Regions from separate parts of the Macaca mulatta genome. Here region 1 is linked to region 2. A link is a contact called in public Hi-C data. All regions are on one chromosome and are shown on one strand. The core of a region is the stretch at or near the end of the contact, and the rest is flanking DNA. Distances in the headings are between cores, read along the strand shown.

Evidence for each region. A called contact is a pair of places that touch in the nucleus more often than the background predicts.
Region 1: a Hi-C map of prefrontal cortex shows a contact between it and region 2, with 6 times the contacts expected there. The contact joins the promoter of CISD2 here to the promoter of UBE2D3 in region 2. A contact is called at or near these places in 5 of 14 Hi-C or Micro-C datasets (blood, fetal cortex germinal zone, fetal cortical plate and 2 more).

The regions. Positions count from the first base shown.
Region 1 is chr5:112,233,740-112,238,806 of T2T-MMU8v2.0, forward strand. It overlaps CISD2 (CDGSH iron sulfur domain 2), which reads left to right and starts at 2,722. Exons shown (of 3, transcript XM_015138895.3): 1 at 2,722-2,957. The coding sequence starts at 2,855.
Region 2 is chr5:112,193,006-112,198,030 of T2T-MMU8v2.0, forward strand. It overlaps UBE2D3 (ubiquitin conjugating enzyme E2 D3), which reads right to left and starts at 2,246. Exons shown (of 8, transcript NM_001261204.1): 1 at 2,133-2,246; 2 at 1,191-1,342. The coding sequence starts at 1,214. LOC106998434 (a long non-coding RNA gene) reads left to right here and starts at 2,317. Exons shown (of 3, transcript XR_001444887.3): 1 at 2,317-2,893; 2 at 4,061-4,187.

The DNA.
Region 1 (5,067 bases), core at 1,472-3,971, 41 kb after region 2:
TCAAGGCCTCCCAAAAAAGTTTTATCCGTATAGACTTGCATTCACTACATTTTTTCTACTTGAAAATAACAAACCAGCTATTCAAATAAACTGCTAAGAGGTAGGAAGCCAGCCATAAAAAATTACGTACTGTAAAATTACTTCTATGTGAGGGTCAAAAACATGCACAGCAATACAGAATAATAGTAATGGTGGTCGATGTGGTTAGAAGGGGCACTTTTTAAAAACGCCTCTGTTGAACATTCTATGTATTGATGTGGATGTTGGTTACCTGGAACTGTACATTTGGCACTTGAGCATTTCACTATGTTATACCATTGAGGTATGTATTTTTTAATTCTTTAAAGAAAAACTGCTTGGAAGTCTTATTCTTAACGCACAACAATCACAAACATTAAAATTATACAGTCCAGAGAATGTAAAGTTGCTTTAAAAAATTCCTTTTCTCAGTTTAAAATGCCAAGGGGAAAAATGAACTCAACACAGCATGTCTTGCCCTTGTCAAGATGACAGATCCTCTAAGAGAAGAAACGAATAGGTAATGGCCTTTTCCAAGATTTTCTTCCCCTAATGCACCCCACTTCCAACCTACCCCTACCTCAACTAGGGTATCCAGTTGTACCCAAAGGTGCTTCTGCATTAGATCCACAGAGATTAAAGATAACAGCTAACAGAATAGTCCAGAGGACAAGGATATTCAAGTTCCATCATCTTCAGGATAAAAAAGCTCCAGGGTTTACCCCCAAACTTAAAGCTCTCTAAAGGAAATCCATCGACCTTTTAAACATCACTTTGTATATATCATCTTCTGTACTGCCCTAGCTCAAAAACATAAACATGTATCTAAACATCTTTGTAGCATTTCCATTGTAAATTTTACTTTAACAATTTTGAACATGTTATAATGATAGAAAATTATTTAATCTAGATTTCGGTCAACTCTATTACTGACAGTTATTCTTTTTTAGTGAAGGACAATCACAAACACTAAATTTATACAGTCCAGAGACTAAAAGATTGCTTTAAAAAATTTCTTCCTTTTCTCACTGTAAAATAAAAATACCAAGGGGAAAAATAAAAAGTATTTATTATAACTGGCTGTTACACTGTCATACACAATGAAACACTGGACCATGAGCAGTTCGTTATTACATGTTGTTAGTTAAGTGTAGAACTGTAAATAATGAGGCACGTTATTAAGATATCACAAACATTATCCAATCAGCAAGTGCACGACTTCGGACATTTTGACTTCAGCCAAAATATGAAACAAAGTCATAGCAAGAAAGTTATTTCAAGGGACTGAAATTTTCTCCTCCTACCCTTCAAATCTTTTAGAGATATTAATAAAAACAACTATCCAGCCTGGGTGGATATAATGGGACTCCATCTACATACACACAAAATTTTTAAAAATTAGTTGGGTGTGGTAGCACACGCCTGCAGACCCAGCTACTTGGAAGGCTGAGGCAGAAGGATCCTTTAAGCAGGAGTTAGAGGCTGCAATGAGCTATGATCTCACCACTGCACTACAGCGTGGGCGATAGAGCGCGACCTTGTAACAACAACAAAAAAATTAAAACCTTCAGGAATACTTTAGATCAAGCTTGCCCAACAGGATGGCTTTGAATGCCACTCAATTTGTAAACTTTCTTAAAACATTATGAGATTCTTTTTTAAAAGCTCATTAGCTACTATTAGTGTTAGTGTATTTTATGTGTGGCCCAAGACAATTCTTCTTCTTCCAGTGTGGCCTAGGGAAGCCATAACATTGGACCCCCTGCTCTAGACTTTAGCAGAAGCCTTGCAACATAAAGAAAACAGTACATGAGACTTTAGACTCTTTTTTTGTTTTGTTTTTCTTTTTTGAGACAGAGTCTTGCTCTGTTGCTCAAGCTAGAGTGCAGTGGCACATTCTCGGCTCACTGCAACCTCCGCCTCCCTGGTTCAAGCGATTCTCCTGCCTCAGCCTCCCGAGTAGCTGTGACAGGCACCCGCCACCGCGCCCGGCTAATTTTTGTATTTTTAGTAGAGACGGGGTGTCACCATCTTGGCCTGGCTGGCCTCGAACTCCTGACCTCGTGATCCACCCGCCTCGGCCTCCCAAAGTGCTGGGATTACAAGCGTGAGTCACCACGCCCGATCGGCTTTAGATTCTTTTACCACTTTCCCGAAGGGAAAGGAAGTGAAAATATCTAAGGAAGGACTACTACGAATCTTATCTGAGTGGCAAAAATCAGAGAAGGTTTTGGAGCCAGGACTGCAGTTAAGTTGCCAAGGGGCAGAGATGTAAGCAGTTCCTGGTTTAGTTAAAATATTTTAATTTTTATTTTTTTAAGCCTGGCTTTTGGGGTGAAAGAGTAAACTTAGGCACAGGGGTCTGGGTAGGGCGAGGATACTCATGGACGAGTATGCAACCCTAGGGCCACAGAACCCAAACCGTAGGGGAAGAGGCGGGGCGAGAGGGGACGAAGTGGAGACAGCAAGAGACTCACTTTTGAAAGGCACTTTCCGGTTAGAAAGCACTCTCACATGCTTAACTCATCGTACACAGTATCCTTTCTGCGGGTCTCCAGCATCTACAGACGTTAAAGGCCCAACAGGGTGGCCACCTTCATACAAGATTCCGAGGAGGGCCTAGCTACCCGCCGGTTCCCGCGGCTCGGCAGTCCGCCGCGAGCGTACGTCACTCGCCCTCCGCCAATCGGCGCCCGGCAGGTCACCTCTCCTCCCAGGGCCCGCCGCCCAGGCCGAGGCCGCGAGTGCCCGCCGGCCGCTTCCGCTCTCGGCGCAGGCGCTGCAGCTTGGCCAGAACGGAGGGGGCTCAGGAGAGGAGTGGACGCCGCTGGCCAGGATGGTGCTGGAGAGCGTGGCCCGCATCGTGAAGGTGCAGCTCCCCGCATATCTGAAGCGGCTCCCAGTTCCTGAAAGCATTACCGGGTTCGCTAGGCTCACAGGTAATCCTCCCCGATCAGCCAGTCCCCATCCTTGCACGCTTGCCAAGCGGGGGAAGGAGGCGTAAAAATCCTAGGGCCAAGGGGCGGAACGGAGTTCGGCGCCTGGCACGTGATCCCCGCGCGCAGAGGAAGGTGGGCGCGCGCAGGCGCAGCTCTCTGGGGAACGCCTGTGAGGCTGCCTCCAGGTGCTTGAAGTGCCAGTCTTTTGTCCTCGGAGTTGTCTCCGGTGTCATTCCGTGGCAAGATACCAGGTTTTTGCAGAGAAGGTGCTGGAAGGTGCTGAGTTGGGAGCAGGCCAGTCTCTTTCATCTCCTGCCCTGCTCATCGCTCTCTGTAGCGTACTTGTTTATTTTAAAGCGAGATAAGTCGTTATCTAAGGCCTCATGTAACAGGCAGCCCCAGCTATCGGCTGGGTTGTAGCCTCAGCGTGTGGGTTGGGTGGGAGTGTGTGGGAGAGAAATATAGACTTACACGTAACACGTATATGACCGTTTTATTTAGTTACGAAATTAGGAGATAACCTCCATTCCCTCACGTTAGAATTGACCTATCATGGGGGTATTTGAGGTCACCTCCGTTTCTAGGTCCCGGGGCCTGCTGAGGGAACTTAAGTTGGAAGAAAGGTACCTTACCCAAGAAAGTATTCGAAGGCCGGTATGGGGGTGAAATCTTAGAAAATGAATTTTAGTGAATATATGTAACGTTCTATACTTAAGGGCCCTCACTTAACCCACAGAACTCATGAGGATTTCACATCTAAAGGATGAAAATCTCCAGAATGCAGTCAACACTCGGGAGATGGTGTTGAGTTACAAGCATTTCATTGTTAAGAGGGATATTTCTAAACGGAACTCAGACCGAGTTTGGTTGTAAGGGGGATATTTCTAAACGGAACTCAGACCGATGGTGAAGACATCAACAAGTATTGAACTCCTGTGTCCTAGGTTATCAGGAGTGCAAACATTAATTAAGATAAGCAGTGAGCTGAGATCCGGCCACTGCACTCCAGCCTGGGCGGCAGAGCGAGACTCCGTCTCAAAAAAAAAAAAAAAAAAAAAAAAAAAAAAAAAAAAAGATAATTCTGAGGTAAATAGGGTTGCTTCGCCGCGAACGTTCTAAAGATCCATAGTACCTGACCTAAAATACAGCAATCGCACCGCTGTCTGGTAGAAGAAAAATAAGATTTGTGTAGACTAAAATATAGAACTGATACCAAATTAACCAAATTAGTGAAGGTTATTGGGAGGTGAATTTCAGTCTAAGGAAGATTTTTTTTTTAATTAAAGAATGCTTTCCCCAAACAAATGTGGTGCTTTGGTAATAGCCCCTCTCAAACATGAAGAAAACAAACAAAAAGACTCTGGTGGTGGGTGGTCGATAGATTTAGAAGGGATAAACTAGATGACAAATTCTCTTCCAAATCTAGAGATCAATAGAATTATGCTCAGACAGCCGCTCTGTTGAGTGGATTGTGAGATTTTAATATTTTTTAAATATTAAGAGTTTTAGTAGAAAATATGCAATTGAATAGAAAGCATGGTAACAATAATAAACATTAAAAAGGAACATCTAAACATCAGAAGCAATGCAAAAGTAAAATAAAATGAAAAACGTTTCACATCAAGTGTTTATAAACATCAAAATCTTTTGATCCTACCAGTTTACTCTGACAGAATTGCAGCAATTCCATACAATTTTGACTTTCCCCACTTCTTTTACTTAAGTAACTTACATATTTTAATGTAATGCTCATTTTTTCCCTGACAACTAAATGCTGATTTTAATTTTAACATCACAATGGGCCTAACTATTCATTCCCTTACAACTGGAAATTAGAAATGTTTCTATTTTTTAAAATTCACTATGTAATAGTTCATTGGCAAGTAAGCAAATACCAGTTGTCATATTTCTCCCTTTTGGATGTCTTCACTTAAATAGCAATACCAGGCCAAAACGGTATTGACCTGGTTTTTGTGACATTTGTACCCTTTTGTCAACTTACCTTCTTACTAATTTGCATAAGTTAACTGTTGAGTTTTTAACGGTCAAGAAAGGAAAACGTCCAATGAATTACGTATATTTTTTCCAGATGGTGGCTGCATTTATATTA
Region 2 (5,025 bases), core at 996-3,495:
GTTAGCTGTAAATACTCCACCCTCCTCGATTGTGCAACAACCAAACACACCACACAAACACAAGTCACAAAAAAGGGAAATACAATCTAAGAGTTTGAATTTAGATAAGTTTTGAGCAGAGGATCTTAGAGCAGTGCACAACCCTATACAAAAGTTAACATTTAATAAAGCATATTATTTCACATTATTACGAAAGGAGACGCCGGAAAGAGCCTGAACCAGTTAAAGCAGCCGCCATCTTAAAATGCGGGATAGAAGTTAGAGCAAGAAAATGAGACTAAACCACCGGAGGTGGAGGTTCCGCTCACTCCCAGAGCTATGAAAAACCATAGTTTTTTTCCAACTTAAATCGATAATATACTATCAAACCACTCAAGTAACGAAAGAATCTTTCCCAGCAGTGTTATTAAATAGAATGAGGCAAAAATAGGTACATCTAGCTTTCCCTTACTGCCATCGCACCCCTTATCCACCCCCACTCCCCAGCCAAAAGGAAAAGGGAGCTTCCAGAAGACCTTTTACATCAGTTCCCGGTGTCCCTCGGATAAATAGCTTCGGGTGAAAAGCCGCAACTACAAAATACAGGAAGTGGCAACACTGTGTCATTCCATCTCCTCCCAAACCCACTTATTCGGTATAACCTGCCCAGAGTCGACGAAGAGTTTCTACTAGACTCACTCACTGTCCTTCAATATGCGAGACTTCTACCCGACCCTCAGTCAAGTTCCGGACTCCCCAGATTTTTTTTCTCCCCTCCGAGTTTTCTTTCTCCCCGCTAAAAGACCTAGATAACCTTGATCTCACAACTAAAGTAAGTTTTCAAGCACCAAGAATAGGAAGCGCCATGACATCTGCTGGAGCGTCTCTCCGCAATTCGGACCCCCAGAAGAACTCTTAAGCAGCAAAAAAATAAAATAATAAAGGCGCCTTAAGTCACTCTCCTCCACCCCTAATTTGCACCGATTCCACTGAAGCACACTCATAACATCTCACTTGCCACAAGTGTTCTCCGTTCCCTAACTTTAACCTTCATTTCTTCAAGTATATCCGCGTTCTCCATCCCCCCCAATGGAAGAAGTGATCCAACTAGTATTTTCAGAATTATGCTTCTTTTCCACCCCCACGCTTTCCTCTTGGCCCGAGCCTTCCTTTTCTACTACCACCCCAATTCCCTTGTCCCCGCGGGTTACCTTATTAATCCGTTTCAGCGCCATAGTGTGTGCTTGTCGTCTGGCTCCTCACTCTCTCGGTGTATGCTCAAAGGTCCGGCCAAAACTCTTGATTATCCCGGCGGCGGGGCAGGATTGTCTCGTCTCACAGCGGCTCTGCCAGACACAGGCGCCTTTTGCAAAAACGGAGCAGATCAGCACTCGCACAGGCCCCGGAGAGCCCCTGATGAATCCAGGTCCCTTAAGGCGGCCGCGATCCGGGGTGGGTGGGGTGGCGTGGCAAAGCCACCAACAGCCTCAGTACTGTGTTTTCGGCCCGAAGTGGGGGCGAGGGTGACGGGAAGAGCGGAGGTGGTGGCTACAAGTTTAACTTCCCGGCCTCTAGAAAGGAAGAGACCCGGGTGGGAGAGGAAGAGGCGTAGGAGAAAGGGGTGGGTGCGGGGCAGGGTCCGGAGCCCAGCAGAGGAGGAGCCGGGGCCTAGTCGGCGCTATACCGGCGTCACTAGGGCAAAGAAAGGCAAGGGGGGAGGGGGAAGCAGAAGACTCCGGACGGACGCCGGGCTGCTTTTGGTTTCTGCCCAAAGGTGCGGCCGGGTAGGGGAAGGAAATAAAGGAAGGGAGGTTTGATGTGTGTTGCTGTCCTCGCAGCGAGCTATTCTGTGTCGCCTCTGACGCCACCGTACACTCACTCCGCCTCCCAGCGCGCTCCCGCGCGCGCCCGCCCAGCCACCTCCACCACGCGCCCGTGCTGTCCCTGAGGCTCCGGCTTAGGCGCGAGGACGCGCCCATTCCCCCTCCTCCTCCAGCAGGAGAGGCCGCGGCTTCTCCAGCCTTCCCACCCTACCCCACCGCACCCAATAGGCTGGCCGCTCAAGCCGCCCAGGGCCCGCACTACCCCTCTTACCCGGCCGGCCACTGGGCCGGCCTCCCTTCCCTGCCCTAGCCGTCCACACCCACGCGTACAGAGGGGCCGGGGCCTCCCTCAAGCTGCGGCCTCGGCCTCCTCCCCGCGCGGCAGCTGGTGCCTCCCCGGCCCTACGGGGCTCACGCGCACGACACAGCCACAAGATGTCCGCTCTGACGGAACTACTGCCAGCTGCCACGCTCCGCCCCTCCCCCTCCTCCTGCCTCTTCACCGCCGCGGATCAGTCCGCCAACGCCGCCGTCGCGAGCACAGGACCGATGTGAGGCCGAAGCCAGACGGCTTGCTTCCCACGTCCGGGGCCGAGTGAATACGTGCCAAGCCCTTTTCCTTCTCCTTCTCGGAACAGCACCTTCTTACTAAACAGATCGGAGATTGGACCAGAAGGGCGGGGGAGGGAGGCGGATCATGGGCTGGGGGAGGGTAGACGAGTGGCGGAAACCCTTAGGCTCAGAGAAGCATCGAGAACCGGAAGGAGACCATGGGAGGAAGGTAAAGGAAGCTGCCGCTGCGCGATCCAGCCCCACGCCCCTCCCCACAGCGTCCCCCAGTTTCCTCACTTGGTATTGAGGAGACGACTCTCGCGAGAACTTCGTGGCTGGCTAACCGAAGCGGTACCTCTGCAATGACTTAAGAGCAGTTTTGTGCGCTCTTCTTGACGGGGTTCCGCCCCCAAAATGTACAAGATCTCGCGAGACGCAGTAAGGCACCGGCTCGAACTGGGGCGGGCCACTGCCAGGAAAGCACCGCCCCTGAATGCTTATACCGGTGGTTGGAAGAGGAAATGGAATTCCCCGGACTGGTAAGAGCGCGCGCAGACACAGCCCTCTCTCACGCGCCCAATCAGGAGTGTGTGGTGGGAGGTGCCAAGGATTAATTACCAGATACCTTTAGTTTAGGTTGGGCCGGGATTTTGAGGTTTCCGGTGGAACAGGTGAGCAGTATTTACTCGCCTGCCTTCCTGGGCTGGTTATTCTATGGGAGTAGGCGCCCCTCAAGATGGGAATAGCAGTTTTAAATAGACCCAGGTTGGCCGCTCATCAGCGCTCCCACGTGCTGAGGTCTAGTGTCTCTCTGACACTGAAGGAGCAGTACAGAGAAGAGCAGGGATCGGGCTGACTCAGGCTCAATTGAGTGGATGAGGCTAGGGCAGAGTGTTAGGGGCAGGGTTTTCACTCGTCTCCGTAATCAGTCGCTGCCATCCGCCAAGGTGTAGATGTGGGAACAAGCTTAAATTCTCTACCTTTAGCTTCTGTTGCTGTGTTTCAGTTCTTGAGCCAGAAAGTGTTGAGACTAATTAAGAAATTAGGTAGAGTTTAGAGTCAGAAAAACAAAACAATACTTCCTGAAATATCCAAGTTGGGAGGTGGGATTTACATGAATAGGACTGGCCTGTTTTAGTCAAGGGCTTAAAGTATAGAGAGGGCAGTTATGCTCTCTAGTGTATCCTTCAGGCAAAAGAAAGACCTTATTTTTATGAGGAATTTAAAGGTGGGTAAGCACTGACCAGCTTAAGGTTTTCTAATATTCCTTAATGACCCCAGTTACCGAAGTGGAGATCTTCAATCACATGGAAAAATAAACTTGTTTTAAAAATACACTTAATTTGAAAACTGTTGCAGAAAGTTTTACCTAATAAAAACAACACGTCAACAATGATGAATATAAGTGGTCTAATGTATACTGTTCAAGTGGCTATGTAGTGTCACTAGTGAAGCAGTGCTTCTCAAACTAACGTCCATAGGAACCACCTGGGGTTTTGTTGAAAATGCGGCTTTGATTTGGTAGGGCAGAGGTGGAGCCTGAGAGCCTACATTTCTAACTAGCGCCCAGGTGATACAGATTTTTCTAGTCTGAACCACCCCGTGAGTAGCAACGCCCTGAAGTGCTTACCTCATGGCCTAACTGCTCTTGAGGCTCACCTCTGGCCCCTCCCTCCTCCCTGAATAATCTATGTTTTCTCTCCTAGCTAGCCAAATATACTAAAAGCACAGGACTAGGCATGAAGGTGGAGGGAGGAACCCAGATTTGTTATTGCTTCCCATTTGTTTGATACTGGCCTGGTTATTTTCTGACCCCGTTTCTTCACCGCCAAAGTAAGTAATAATAACTATCCTTTCTCATAGGGTGATTGTGGGGTTTAAGTATCATAATATATGTGAAAGGATACTGTAGTCTCTACAGTGTTGTATAAATGTCAGTTATTAAAGTAACCAGAAAGACATTAACTGGCCATAGTGTGAAACAAATGTATAGTAGTAATAATGGTCACGCCTAGTAATCCCAGCACTTTGGGAAGGCTGAGAGGGGTGGATCATATGAGGTCAGGAGTTTGAGACCAGCCTGGCCAACATGATGAAACCCCATCTCTACTAAAAATATAAAAATTAGCTGGGTGTGGTGGCAGGCGCCTGTAATCCCAGCTGCTCGGGAGGCTGAGGCGGGAGAATCGCTTGAGCCTGGAAGGCAGAGGTTGCGGTGGGCCGAGATCACACCACTGCACTCCAGTCTGGGCGACAGAGTGAGATCCTGTCTCAAAAAAAAAAAAAAATTCCTAATATATATGGAGTTCTAGAGTATCCATGCTTATAAAGGCAATGGATTGTGTAATCACAAACTCATTTTTGTTAGGCACTAAAGTAAATTCATTGGTTGATTGGGCTTTCTGTTTACACATGTTTGTATTTGCATTAGTGGACTTACATTTCTGCTCACGTTTTGCCATGGTTAAAATCAAAAGAAACAGCCTAGAAGCATTTTGATGCCTGATAAAGCAGGCTAAGATTAAGTCAAATTTTTAAACATTATTCACATACCTGTTGTTACAAAGAGCCCACTTTACAGTGGCAAATAAAGTTAAAACATTTTCATTCATTTAACTTACTTGAATTACCATGGTAGAAATGTCCTCATTTGAAACAAGAAAGGAAAATA